Regions from separate parts of the Mus musculus genome. Here region 2 is linked to region 1. The links are chromatin contacts, called in public Hi-C maps. All regions are on one chromosome and are shown on one strand. The core of a region is the stretch at or near the end of the contact, and the rest is flanking DNA. Distances in the headings are between cores, read along the strand shown. Region 1 overlaps Anapc7 (anaphase promoting complex subunit 7). Region 2 overlaps Ift81 (intraflagellar transport 81).

Evidence for each region. Hi-C and Micro-C count contacts between places; a contact is called where the count stands out from the background.
Region 2: a contact with region 1 is called in a Hi-C map of bone marrow-derived macrophages, with 30 read pairs. The contact joins two enhancer-like sites. A contact is called at or near these places in 3 of 484 Hi-C or Micro-C datasets (bone marrow-derived macrophages, colorectal tumor organoids and nephron progenitors) and 3 of 9 other capture datasets (adipose tissue, liver and pancreatic islet).

Annotation. Positions count from the first base shown.
Region 1 is chr5:122,437,295-122,443,496 of GRCm38.p6, forward strand. Anapc7 (anaphase promoting complex subunit 7) reads left to right here. Exons shown (of 11, transcript NM_019805.4): 7 at 835-952; 8 at 2,025-2,221; 9 at 2,792-3,016; 10 at 3,996-4,146. Among named protein-coding and RNA genes, the nearest start is that of Anapc7, 18 kb to the left of the region's middle. Within about 2 kb of position 2,502, at least 21 of the 459 cell types and tissues checked have an H3K27ac peak or open chromatin away from gene starts, as enhancers often do. A contact at or near this core is called in bone marrow-derived macrophages, where this site is marked.
Region 2 is chr5:122,568,307-122,574,508 of GRCm38.p6, forward strand. Ift81 (intraflagellar transport 81) reads right to left here. Exons shown (of 19, transcript NM_009879.4): 12 at 4,334-4,483; 13 at 605-733. Among named protein-coding and RNA genes, the nearest start is that of Ift81, 43 kb to the right of the region's middle. Within about 2 kb of position 2,180, at least 5 of the 459 cell types and tissues checked have an H3K27ac peak or open chromatin away from gene starts, as enhancers often do. A contact at or near this core is called in bone marrow-derived macrophages, where this site is marked.

The DNA of each region.
Region 1 (6,202 bases), core at 1,252-3,751:
ATGACTGGTGTTCTGAGTTGTGACACAGCACCTGCTGCTCCTTTGCCTGCCTCCCATTCTTTTATGTGTGTGCGGTGTACTCTTGCAAGTTTATGTTCAGCATGTGTGTGCAGAAGCCCTCAGAGGCCAGAAGAGGGCCTTTCTTGTTTTGGATGGTTTTGCCGTTCATTCAGTCACTTAAGAGACAAGGTGTCGTGCAGCCCAGCCTGCCTCAGGCTCCCTGTGTAGCTGAGCTTGACCCTGAACTTCTGGTCTTCCTGCTTCCAACTCCCAAATGCTAGGACTGTTAGCCCATGCCACCATCCAGTTTATGTGGTGCTAGGGGTTGAGCCCTGAGCTGTTGCATACTGGGTAAGCACCCTACCAATTGAGCTGCATCTCCACACATTTATTTAATTTTGAAAATTAAGTTATATGTGTGTGCATAGTAGGTCATAGGTCAGATTTTGGAAGTGGTTTGTCTGTTCCATGTGGGTCCTGGTGACTAAACATTGCTTCCTCCAGCTTGGGGACAGTCTTCTTTACCCACAGCCATTTCCCAGGTCCTTCTCTGACTTTTTCTTTAGTTTTTTGTGTGAGTGGTATGCTTTTATGTAAGTATGTGCACCATGTGAGTTCATGCCCTCAGAGGTCGGAAGAGGAGGTCACTTGGCCTGGAACTAGAGATACACGTGGTTGTGAGCCACCACTGCGTGGGTGCTGGGAACTGAACCCAGGCCTCTGCCAGAAGAAGAATTCTTACCTCTGAACCATTTTCTCTGGCTCTTCTTTGCCTTTTCTGAGGCCTGTTTCCTGCTTTGCTAGAAAAGCCTCTTACCGTGTCCTTTCTTTCAGGGATGGATGTTTACGGCTACCTCCTGGCACGAGAAGGGCGGCTGGAGGATGTGGAGAACCTTGGCTGCCGCCTCTTCAACATTTCTGATCAGCATGCAGAGCCCTGGGTGGTCTCCGGGTATGGGGTTCACTCTCCTTTCTCCCCATTTTTAATAGGGGTTTTGAAAAGAGATTCTTTAAAGAGAATATCAGTTAATTTTTGGTTAGCTTATGTTTGTTTTGTTTTGCTTCTTTACTGATCTCTGGCTTGTAGCTGTAAGCATAATTTGTAATTGTGATCATGTATACAGACTTTTTTGTTGTTGTTTTGTTTTTTTTTCTAGACAGGGTTTCTCTGTGTAGCCCTGGCTGTCCTGGAACTCACTCTGTAGACCAGGCTGGCCTTGAACTCAGAGATCCACCTGCCTCTGCCTCCCAAGTGCTGGGATTAAAGGTGTGCGCATCACTGCCCGGCTGTATAAAAACTCTTAATTGATAGCCACAGCTGGAGCCTGGGTCCTTTGAAGAGAGACTGCTGTGGGTTTTCACAAGATGATCAGTGGATTCCTGATAAGGAGACTTGGTGAACACAAGTCTCTTTCCAGAGGTTGGGGGTTAGGTAACTGTAGGTCTTAGAGGTGGCATCAAAGGAGGCCTTGGCAAAGTTGCCCAGGGTGGCAGTGCAGCCTCTGGCTGAAGTGTAGCAGTCATCTATACCGGCCAACATCAGTAACTTCTTGGGCACAGGAGCAGAGACAATGCCAGTGCCTCTGGGGGCAGGGATGAGGCGCACCAGCACAGAGCCACAGTACCTGACACACATATTTGGAAGTCATAGAACAATTAGCAAGAGCAGTGTAGGTCTTAGGAAGTACTAGGCTTGCCTGCAAGCACCTTGGACAGCTTTTTTGTTTGTTTTTTAAAGATTTATTATACATAAGTACACTGTAGCTGTCTTCAGACACTCCAGAAGAGGGAGTCAGATCTCGTTCCAATGGTTATGATGGTTATGTGGTTGCTGGGAATTGAACTCAGGACCTTCGAAGAGCAGTCGGTGCTCTTACCTGTTGCGCCATCTCACCAGCCCTAGTTTGTTTTTAAAGACAGTTTGTCGGCTTCCCAAGTGCTAGGATTCAGAAATTCTCTATAGTCTGGTGTTAAGCCTTCTTCAGAGGCTTCTCTCAGAGAACTTGTGGTTTTTTTTTCCCCAGATGCCACAGCTTCTATAGCAAGCGCTACTCTCGGGCCCTGTACTTAGGTGCCAAGGCCATCCAGCTGAACAGCAACAGCGTCCAGGCTCTGTTACTCAAGGGGGCGGCGCTTAGGAACATGGGGAGGGTCCAGGAAGCCATCATACACTTTCGGGAGGCCATCAGGCTTGCGCCTTGTCGCTTGGACTGTTACGAAGGTAAGCCGGGGACCTGCCGATGCGGTGTCGGCCTGACAGCTGCGCCCAGATGGCAGTGGTGTTGGTCAGAGTTTGCTGGTGCTGTGCTGTGTTAGAGGCAGGGCAGCTGGGGAAAGCAGCAGCTGTGACACGGAACTCTGAGTTTCTCCAGCCTGGGCAGCTGAGCTGCTTTTTAAAACAGTTTTTATTGTTAATATTTCTTTTGAGGCTGGATGTCACTGCAGCCCAGCAGAGCTGTGCCAGGTTTAGCGACATTTGGTGACTGAGTCACTGACACTAAAATAGCTCTTCCAAGATCCTGTCCCTCTAGACCTCGTCGTAGGAATTAACAATAAGCTCAGCAGTCTGCCTCGTAACAGGAAGATGAGGTCAAAGTTGAAGAGAAAAATTTGAAGTCAAGAAAAAGAAAAATCTGCTTTTATAGCTAGAGGGCCTTGCTGGGTCATTCTTCACAGCTCCTTAGAACACTAGAGTGAAGGAAGGCGCTGCGGGAGTGGGCGCAGCCTGGGGCAGAGCTCAGGAGGGGCTGGTGAGCCATCCTGCCTGGCATCTCTGCTCTCTGTGTTTCAGGTCTCATAGAGTGTTACTTAGCTTCTAACAGCATCCGAGAAGCAATGGTGATGGCCAACAATGTTTACAAAACTCTGGGTGCAAACGCTCAGACGCTTACGCTGTTAGCCACCGTGTGTCTGGAAGATCCAGTGACCCAGGAGAAAGCCAAAACTCTGTTAGATAAAGCCCTGGCGCAGAGGCCGGACTACGTCAAGGCCGTGGTGAAGAAAGCAGAGCTGCTCAGTGAGTACTACACTTGCATGTTCTGTTGTCCTTCCCCCGCAGCATCCTCCTCTCCCTGAGGCTTACAGATGACCGAGCAGCTCTGAGCCTGCTAAAGTGCTTTACACAGCCAGATGTGGCTTAGACCTGCTTGGGTTGGTTTAAACCAGCTAACACCACTTGGTAGTTGTTGTGTTCATCTCACTTTATTTTTGAACTAGTTTAGTCTGGTCCAGAAGCCTTCGGTCAGTTGACTAGTTCTGAGCCATGGGAATTCTCTGAGTTTTGTTCTTCTTGCTTCTGGCACATTCCTAAGTTTATATGATGCTATGAAGAGGGTATTCTGGCTCGGGATTCTACTGCAGGGCCACTGGCCTTCTTGCTAGCATCCGGAGTCCAGAGGCAGCATGGGCTATCACAGGAGGTGGGGGCGTTTGTTCTGACCCACGGTAATCTCTGTGCTTTCACTGGTTTGGGAATAAAATTGAATTCTTTTTTTTTCTTTTCTATTTTTGTTACGTTTAAGAGTATATATATGCTGGGCAATGGTGGTGCACGCATTCAATCCCAGCCTTTGGGAGGCAGGTAGATCTGTGAATTTGAGGCCAACCTTGTCTACAGAGTGAGTTCCCGGTCAGCCTGTCTGCAAAAGAAAAAATTTTTTTGAAGTTTCAGGGAACAGGTTTAGTGGTTTGGGTAACGATGCCACTAAGACTGACGAGGTCAGTCCTGAGACCTACACGGTAAGACAGGCAGCTCCCACAGATTGCCCTCTGACCATCACCACGTGCTGTGTGTGGCATGCTTGCCCCTCCATATAAGTTAATGTAACACATGGTTTTTAAAGATGCAGTACTCATGCCAATTTCCCAGTGAAATAGAGACCGCATGCACAGGCCCCTTGTAAGCCCTGTAGCGCCTTTGAGGGTATCTCTGAGAAAGTTGTCATGTCACAGTGGGTGTGACTGCACTACTGAGCGTGAAGATTGTCTTTCTCCAGGCAGGGAACAGAAATATGAAGATGGAATTGCTCTGCTGAGAAATGCGCTGGCCAACCAGAGTGACTGTGTCCTGCATCGGATCCTGGGGGACTTCCTAGTAGCTGTGAACGAGTACCAGGAAGCGATGGACCAGTACAGTATAGCACTGAGGTAGGTGCTCGGCCTCCACGGGAGGGAAAGAGAGGAGGCAGGGCCTGTGTGGCAGGTCTGCAAACACGCGTGCCCACAGTTGAAGGCAGGATGAGAATAGTAACGAGAGAAGGTGTTTGTGAATTCATGACTCCTGACATATTTTCCTAAAGCACATTAGCGGAGTTATCCTTCTTCCCCAGCCCACATCCGAGCAGCACCCAGGCTGACTGTACAGCTCTCCTGTGCTTGCCCACACCCCATGGCTTCAGAGGGTTACGTCTAGTGGAGATTTTACAGTCTGCTTTTTAAAATCTATTGCTAAGTATGTTCCTGTGTTTCTGTCTACTATAGTAATTAAAAACTTAAATTCTGAAGTTTGAATACAGCTTTTACCTGTCATCTTGGTCAAAATACTAACCAGTTTCCTTGTCTATACCTTCTTCATTGGACATTAATTAGGGGTATCAAAATTCAGAATGTGCCGGGCAGTGGTGGTGCACGCCTTTAATCCCAGCACTTGAGAGGCAGAGGCAGAGGCAGGCAGGTTTCTGAGTTCGAGGCCAGCCTGGTCTACAGAGTGAGTTCCAGGACAGCCAGGGCTACACAGAGATTTCTGTCTCGAAAAACCAAAAACCAAAAAGATTGAGAAGGTAATAGTGCTTGCCACATAACCCTGGAGACCCAAGTGGATCCCCAGAGCCCCTGTGAAGGTTGCAGGAGAGAACTGACTCCACGGTTTCCCTCTGACCTCGCATGCATGCCATGACTTACACATTACACAGACAAACGTACGTGTGTGCGTGCACATGCGCTAATAGCAATACAGTTAAGTTTTAATGTTAATTTTTAAAGAATTGTTTATTTTTTCATATATGAATATACTGTAGCTATCTTCAGACACCCCAGAAGAGGGCGTCAGATCCCATTACAGATGGTTGTGAGCCACCATGTGGTTGCTGGGAATTGAACTCAGGACCTCTGGGAGAGCAGTCAGCACTCTTAACTGCTGAGCCATGTCTCCAGCCCAATAAATTTAATTTTTAAGATAAATAAATGGTTGGACGAGGATCCAGCGTATTCAGTAGGAAGCTTTTGGTGCTGGACCTGGTATGCAGTAGGTAATAAGTAGAGGGATTGGTGTGGCTTAGTTAGAAGTGATTCTCTGAGACTTGCGAGTGTGTCTTAGGCAAGGAGTTGTCCTCATCAGGTGTCGCGTGCGTCCGTTCTCTTGTCCAGGAGATAGCTGAGGCAGTGCTTTTGAGCACTCAGTACTCAGAACCTCCAAGCAGTCTGCAGGGCCGGGCTACAGGGTGGAAGCCTCTGTGTAGGCAGAGTTTTGTGGAAGGTTTGGGTAAAGAAGAGATGTCACAGACTCCACTGTGTCTGTGCATAGGACAGGATGCAGCATGGCCTGGCACGAGAAACCAGGCAGCAAGTTTCCTGAGGGACGCTTGCTGACCCGACTGCCTGGGCAGAGGGAGAGGCTGTGATCCTGAAGTTGCTTCAGTGGCGCGGAGCTCCTGCCCGGCGTGGGCGAGGCCTGAGCATTCCTTTCCAGGACCTTGTTTTCCCTTTTAAAGATTTCTTAGGAGCCAAATCAGTGAGGATTCTGGGACGCTGGGCTTTGTGGGGTTGCTACTAATGAGGATGCTTTGGTCCTGGCTCTGTCCTCAGGACTTAGAATCTGTCCTGTGTACCTGTGTACAGGACTGATGGCTGTAGTTACCCACAGTTCATGGTAGAATGTGAAACAGTGTCACACCCGGAAGAACAGCTTGCCTGAGGCAGGCTGCATGTATTCATCATGTACCTGAGGCTGGCCTTGGTGTTCTGATCCTGGTTCCCTCCTGCATGTGCTGGGCTGTGTTCTGTGCCTGGCTGTGAGCACCAGGCCTCCTGTTAGTCCCTCTACTCTTTCCTGACTGGCCACTGCCTCCAGCAGAGTGCTAGTGAAGTTAGAATCTTTAATTGCCATTTTTTAAATGAATTGTTTATTAAAATACATTTTATGTAGATGAGTGTTTTGCCTGCATGTATGTCTGTGAATCATGTGTGTGCCTGGTGCCCAGAGAGG
Region 2 (6,202 bases), core at 930-3,429, 130 kb after region 1:
AAAATAAGCACTGTTTTAAGCTGAACATTACAATGGAACAACTCCTTGATAAAAAAACACCACATAGATGCAAGAATTCGGGAGAGTGAAGTCTCAAGCAACGGTGTGCTGCTGTCGGTGTGAGTGGAGCCTGAGTCCTGAGGGTGAGTGAGGTAAGGCCTTCTCTAGGCAAATCCTTCCTCTGGCCTGAGTGTGCAAATTGACAATGTGTAGAAAATGTCCACCATAGCTTCCCCCATAGAGTTTACGCCTAACGATTGATACCCTACAGAGACTGCTCCTAAGAAGACTAGCTAAGCCCCCTCCTTGTTCCTCTGTGCATAGTAAACAGCTAAGTGGGTATGCAGCAGCAGCAGCTTCTTAGAGCCTGGATCACCTGATTCCCGCTTTTCTATTTATGTGTCTGTGTGTCTGTCCTTTGTTCCTTCCCTTGCTGCCCCAAGAGGTCAACCCTGATACCATACAAGCATGTATGACAAAAGAATAGAAAGTAAGCATTGTATAGAGATGAATATTTGAATGTTTAACTGAAAATTAAACACACACACACACACACACACACACAGAGTAAGTCAACAAGCAAGCAGTAGAGAGGCTCCATTACCATCTCTGACATGTCATCCAGGGTCCGGCCTTTCATCTCGTCAACCTCACTCTTCAGGGCCGACACTCTCTCAAGCTCCTCTTGGGTGTAACTGTATCCAGATATACCCTTCTTTTCTTCAATAGTTCGCTATAAGAAATGAATAGGCCATGAGTATTGGCATCTTCTTCCCATAAGAAACACTTCCTATTTCTGTTGAAAAGTTGTGAATAACATAAAGTCATTCAGAATCCTAATGGACCATCTGCATTTACTTCAATTATTATCTCATCCAGAAACAGGTCTTTATACACTATAAACCTGTACTCAAAGTTGCCATACTGTCTGGAGATGCAGAGGAAGTACATCCAATTTCAGATCTTCAAATAACGCCACATACTTAGTGTAGGCTATGAAACACACGATGCACCCAATAGCTCTGTAAAGAATGCACACACTCGTAAGTGATAGTGAACTCATCCACTTATCTGCTGCCCCGTATGCACTAGCTTTTCTGAGCACAGTTCTAGCCACTAGTACGCAGGGTGAGCATAATAAAGGAGGGGGTTCTTTCTAAAACTAGCTTATTTCTAGTAGGAAAAATACACAATAAAAAAACAAGTAAGTAGAATACACTCAAGGTGAGAACAGATTTGCTGCAGAAAGTATATGACATCTGAGCAAAGCTCTGCTGGGCGTATGGAAGTGGGACCCAGCAATGGAGTAGCAACCTTAGACTGGAAGAAAACACACAAGTGCAACATCCTAGACAAGTGGAACAATGTGTGTGTGGGTGCACACGTGTTTGAGGCTGCACATGTGTGCAGAGGCAGACCCCCGTGTCTTCGCAGTCACTCCCTCCCATGTTTTTTGAGACAGTGTCTGGAGCTCACTGAGTCTCTGCATCGGGGGCCAGGCTTATACTGGTGTGCTTCTCTGTGCTATGGTGTTAAGGACTGAGCTCAGGCCCTCCTTACTACATGGCAAGCACGGACTGAGCCAGCTCCTAATGCTATTAAAAATGTTTCAGGGAAGAGAGAATGGGCAGCTACTTTAAATGCTGCTAAAAGGCTGAGTAAGAAAAGAACTCAAGCTGGATGGTGGTGTATGCCTTTGATCCCAGCACTCAAAGGCAGAGGCCAGCCTGGTCTACAGAGCAAGTCCTAGGATGGCCCAGGCGACACAGAGAAACCCTGTCTCAAAACACCAGAGGAGGGGAGAGAAGGGCCAGGGGAAGAGAGAGGGAGACAAATACTTAAAATTGAAGGCACTTGTGACCTAATGAGAAGTTTCTGTGCAATGGCAAGTTTTAAAACCTCATTGGAAGCCAGGCATAGTGGCACATGACTGTAATTCCAGCACTCAGAAGACTAAGGCAGGAAGGAGATCATGACTTCAAAGCCAGCTAGGACTACACAGTGAGTTTCAGGGCAGCCGAGCCTACACAGTAAGACCCTATCTCAAAGAAAAATAAAAAGTATCATTGAAGAATATTCCAAAGGGTTGGATTTCTGGGCTACCAATAGGACTAGCATAAAAAGAGAAGAAGGAATCAGGGAGAAGTAGCATACAGTTCTGCAAGCTGCCTCATCTGTGGGCAGCAATCCAAGCCCTCAGCTGGGCACTGAGGAGGAAGACACTAGGACTGAGCGGGACTGGGTGTGACCACTTAAGAGACAGACACAGATTTTAGCATTTCCATGGTACTATGACACAGAGGTAGAACTCAACACCTGTCAACATATAGGTGGCCTGTAAATGCCCCGGCTTCCAGCTAATGCCTCAGAGGGCTGCATCTTAGAGATTATAGGGATAACCTAACAGCCAGACCTAGGCCCAATAGTAACAACCAATTCCGAGGAATAAAGTCTCTGCTTGTGGTATAAGGACTGTCCTTATGAGTAAATAAAAATTAGAAGAATATCAGCTCTAACATTCCCCATCAATTGGATTAAAGAAATCTTCAGGAAAAAAAGTTAAATCTTCCTTTGGAAGGTAATTAATATAGGTAGGGCCACAAGTCTATAATTACACATAATTTCTGACATCCAATAAATATTATGGATAAAGAAACAGAACCAAGTCCCCAAAAAAACAAGAAAAAAAAATAGAGAAGAGAAATGGGTGTCTGTATAAACTTAGTAGACAGGAACTTTGAAACCACGAACTAGGATCTATAAAACAGAATAAACAGGAAACTCAAAGATGGAAAAACAAATTAACTGAGATTAAGAACTTTATAAATGTTTTAAACATGAAACTGGCATACATACATAAACAACACACACACACACACTAATTAATGAACTAGAAGCAGAAAAACAGGCCTAGAAAGATGGCTCAGTTAAGAGCATTTGTTGCTCTTACAGAGGAAGCAGGTTTGGTCCAGCACCCACAAGGCAGCTCACAACCATTTAACTCTAATTCTAAGATTACCTTTCCTGACCTCCGTGAGCACCACGGACACATGGGGCACACACACATTCATGCAGGATATGCTTATACATATAAAAATAAATCAATCTAAGAACAAAAGAAGGTACAAAGGACAAGACAATAAAGCAACCCAAGGTAAATCCCTGCAAGAAACAATACTGAGAAATGAAAACAAACAAAAAAACAAAAAGTGATACACATAATTAATTAAAAAAAACAAAAAAACAGGACGATGAGGTGGCTCAGGGGAAGGACACTTGCTGCAAAGCCTGATGTCGTGAGTCTGATCCCTGGAGCCCATGTGGTGGAAGGAGAGGATAGACTCCTACAGGTCATCCTCTGACATCCACACATGCACGTGAGCACAACACTAAACTAAACAAACAAGTGTAACACCAATAACAGAGGAACAGGGGCAGTGGCAGCTAGAACTAATACAGATGTCACGGGAGTCCAAGTAAGAGGGGGGAGAGACACTGACAACCCATGCAGCCACATGGAATCACAAGTCCACAGCACAAGAGGAAACTGAAAAGCCCCCAATGTTTGATTTTTAAGTCAAGGCTAAGGGATCCAAGTGGAAATTAGAAAATCGTCTAAACAATAATGCAGGTATTATTGTCAGTTTTCAAACTAGTGTTGTCAGGATCCATGTTTGGTTCACAGTAAATTTTAGTCTTAAAATCTCTACAAACAGACTGTTCATTATCACAACACTGAAAAGTTCATATTGTCGAACTGCAACATATGAAATGCCCTTGACCTCAACCAGGATTGCTGTTCACAGCAACGTCCTGATGAAATAGCTTCCCCCATGGGGAAAAGGAGGGAAAATGTCACCCCAAGAGAGCTGCAGGGATCTGGAGCTCAGAGCAGCTCAACAGCAATGCTTCAGCTATCACGTGCCAAGCCTGCAGGCAAACTCCACACAGCACCTTCCCTGGGCATTTCTTTCCAAAGCTCTTAGAGAGCGCATGTGTAAGCCATGATAAATAAATGTTTTATAGTCACTCGCTTGGAATGATAATTTTACTCATATTAACTAGCTAACCAAAAGAAACACCCACTTGGACTTCCAACTTCTATTAATAACTCCAAAGTAGGCACACACATTTTTTAAAAGGCAGTGCTTACTGCTGTATTTTAAAAATAAATGAATCAGCTTATATGACATCTCTGTAATTAATCAAAGAAAGTTAATAATTGGATGATTTTTCCAGTGAAAACAGTGACCTCAGCAGAAAGCTCTGAGCCATAAGCAAGCCTCCTGATATCTGTATTTTAGCAGCCACGTAATACATGAGGCTGTATTACCAGTTGATGCTGAATGGTTTCCTGACGCTGCTTCAGAAGTTCTTCTGTCCTCTGCAGGAGGCCAAACTCAGCCTTAAATTCAGCTATTATCTGATGCTTCTTTTTGAAAACTGTGCTTTTGCTTCGAAGTTTACTGACGTATCGCTTGAACTGCAAAAAGAACCCAAACATTAGAAATAAACTCACTGTGTTAGAAAGCCTTTCTTATCTTTTTCAGCTGTCCGTGAACCACCAATACATAAAAACTTAGCTTTCTTAGACAACTAGTAGAGACTAATTGCTTAATATTTATGCACTTAGCATGTATGCACCATATGCAATGCAGAGACAGAGAAGTCAGGGAAGGTGTCAGACCCCTAGGAACTGGAGTTACAGATGGTTGTTGCGAGCTACCACATTGGTGCTGTCAACTGAACCTGGCTCTTCTCTGTTTTTTCTGATCAGGCTGTCCTAGAACTTGCTATGTAGACCAGGCTGGCCAGGCATGTGCCACCATACCCAGCTAGGAACCTGGTTCCTCTATAAAAGCAACAAGTGCTATTAATCACTGAGCCATCTCTCCTGCCTTAAGACTAACTGCTTAATTAAACAATATATATATACATCTTCATTTTTGAACTCACCTAAATATTCTGAGTCCTCATATAAAAAGCTCTTCACTTTAAACTTTACAAATAAGAAATTAAAAAAAAAAAATGAACAAACAAAAAACCCACCCAGCCATTGAACCCATGACAGTCGGAAGGCCTAAAGCAGAAGGAAGCTGCTCCGAGTGGCTGTGGCCCTGGTCTCGCCATGGAGTCTTGTGAATGACTGTGTGCTGCCAGAGTGCACTGGACTCACTGGGCTCGACACTGAGAACTGGAGTCAGCCACAGGGACTACTTGCCACCTGAGAAATGCCTGTGCTTGTTTCCTTAGGAAGCATTGCAGGCAGAGGATAGGGACTCATCCTAAAATGGAAGAACTTAAGAATACTGAACATTAGGGCAGGAACTCAGTCACCTATTGGGCCACTTACCTCCATGTGATAGCCAAGCTATGACTACACTACACTCACTAAAGACCTAGTATTAAGAAATACCAACTGGGGCTGGTGAGATGGCTCAGTGGGTAAGAGCACCCGACTGCTCTTCCGAAGGTCCAGAGTTCAAATCCCAGCAACTACATGGTGGCTCACAACCATCCGTAACAAGATCTGACTCCCTCTTCTGGTGTGTCTGAAGACAGCTAGAGTGTACTTACATATAATAATAAATAAATAAATCTTAAAAAAAAAAAAAAAAAGAAATACCAACTGGAGTCTGAAAAGCCAAGTGAAATCAAATATTCAAGAAAGTCGTATGATAAACATTACTTATTACATATTATGGCACTGCGGCAGAGACGACTACTCTGAACAAGGCTCTCTACTCACCAAGCTGAAAGAAATCACCCAGGTTTACAATGCTGGTAAGCTTTATAAAAAACTGAAGGGACCCCAAGGGCACGGAGTAGCTAAACCTGCGCTGGGACAAAGGTCAGAAATAGGGACGCAGGTTAGAGGAGGGGCTCATAGGAAGCTTCCCGGAATAAGTTACATTTAACCAAAAGTGAAGGCATGGAAGTGCCTTAAAGGGCAGAGAAGGAAGCCGTGACTAGCATTCCAGGAAGTAGGAGCAGCCTGTGCACAGCCTGAGACACCGGCTCCACATGGGTACTGCTCAGTGTGAGAAGGAGGCACACAAGAAACTGCTGATGAGGAACACTGACCCCCACTTCTACCGTGCCCAGGTCTTCTCCTGCTGTGGAACGTCTCTAATACAAGAGGCATTTCATTACATATAGAATTGAAAATTCCATCGTAGGGACCAGGCTGCCATATGCACAC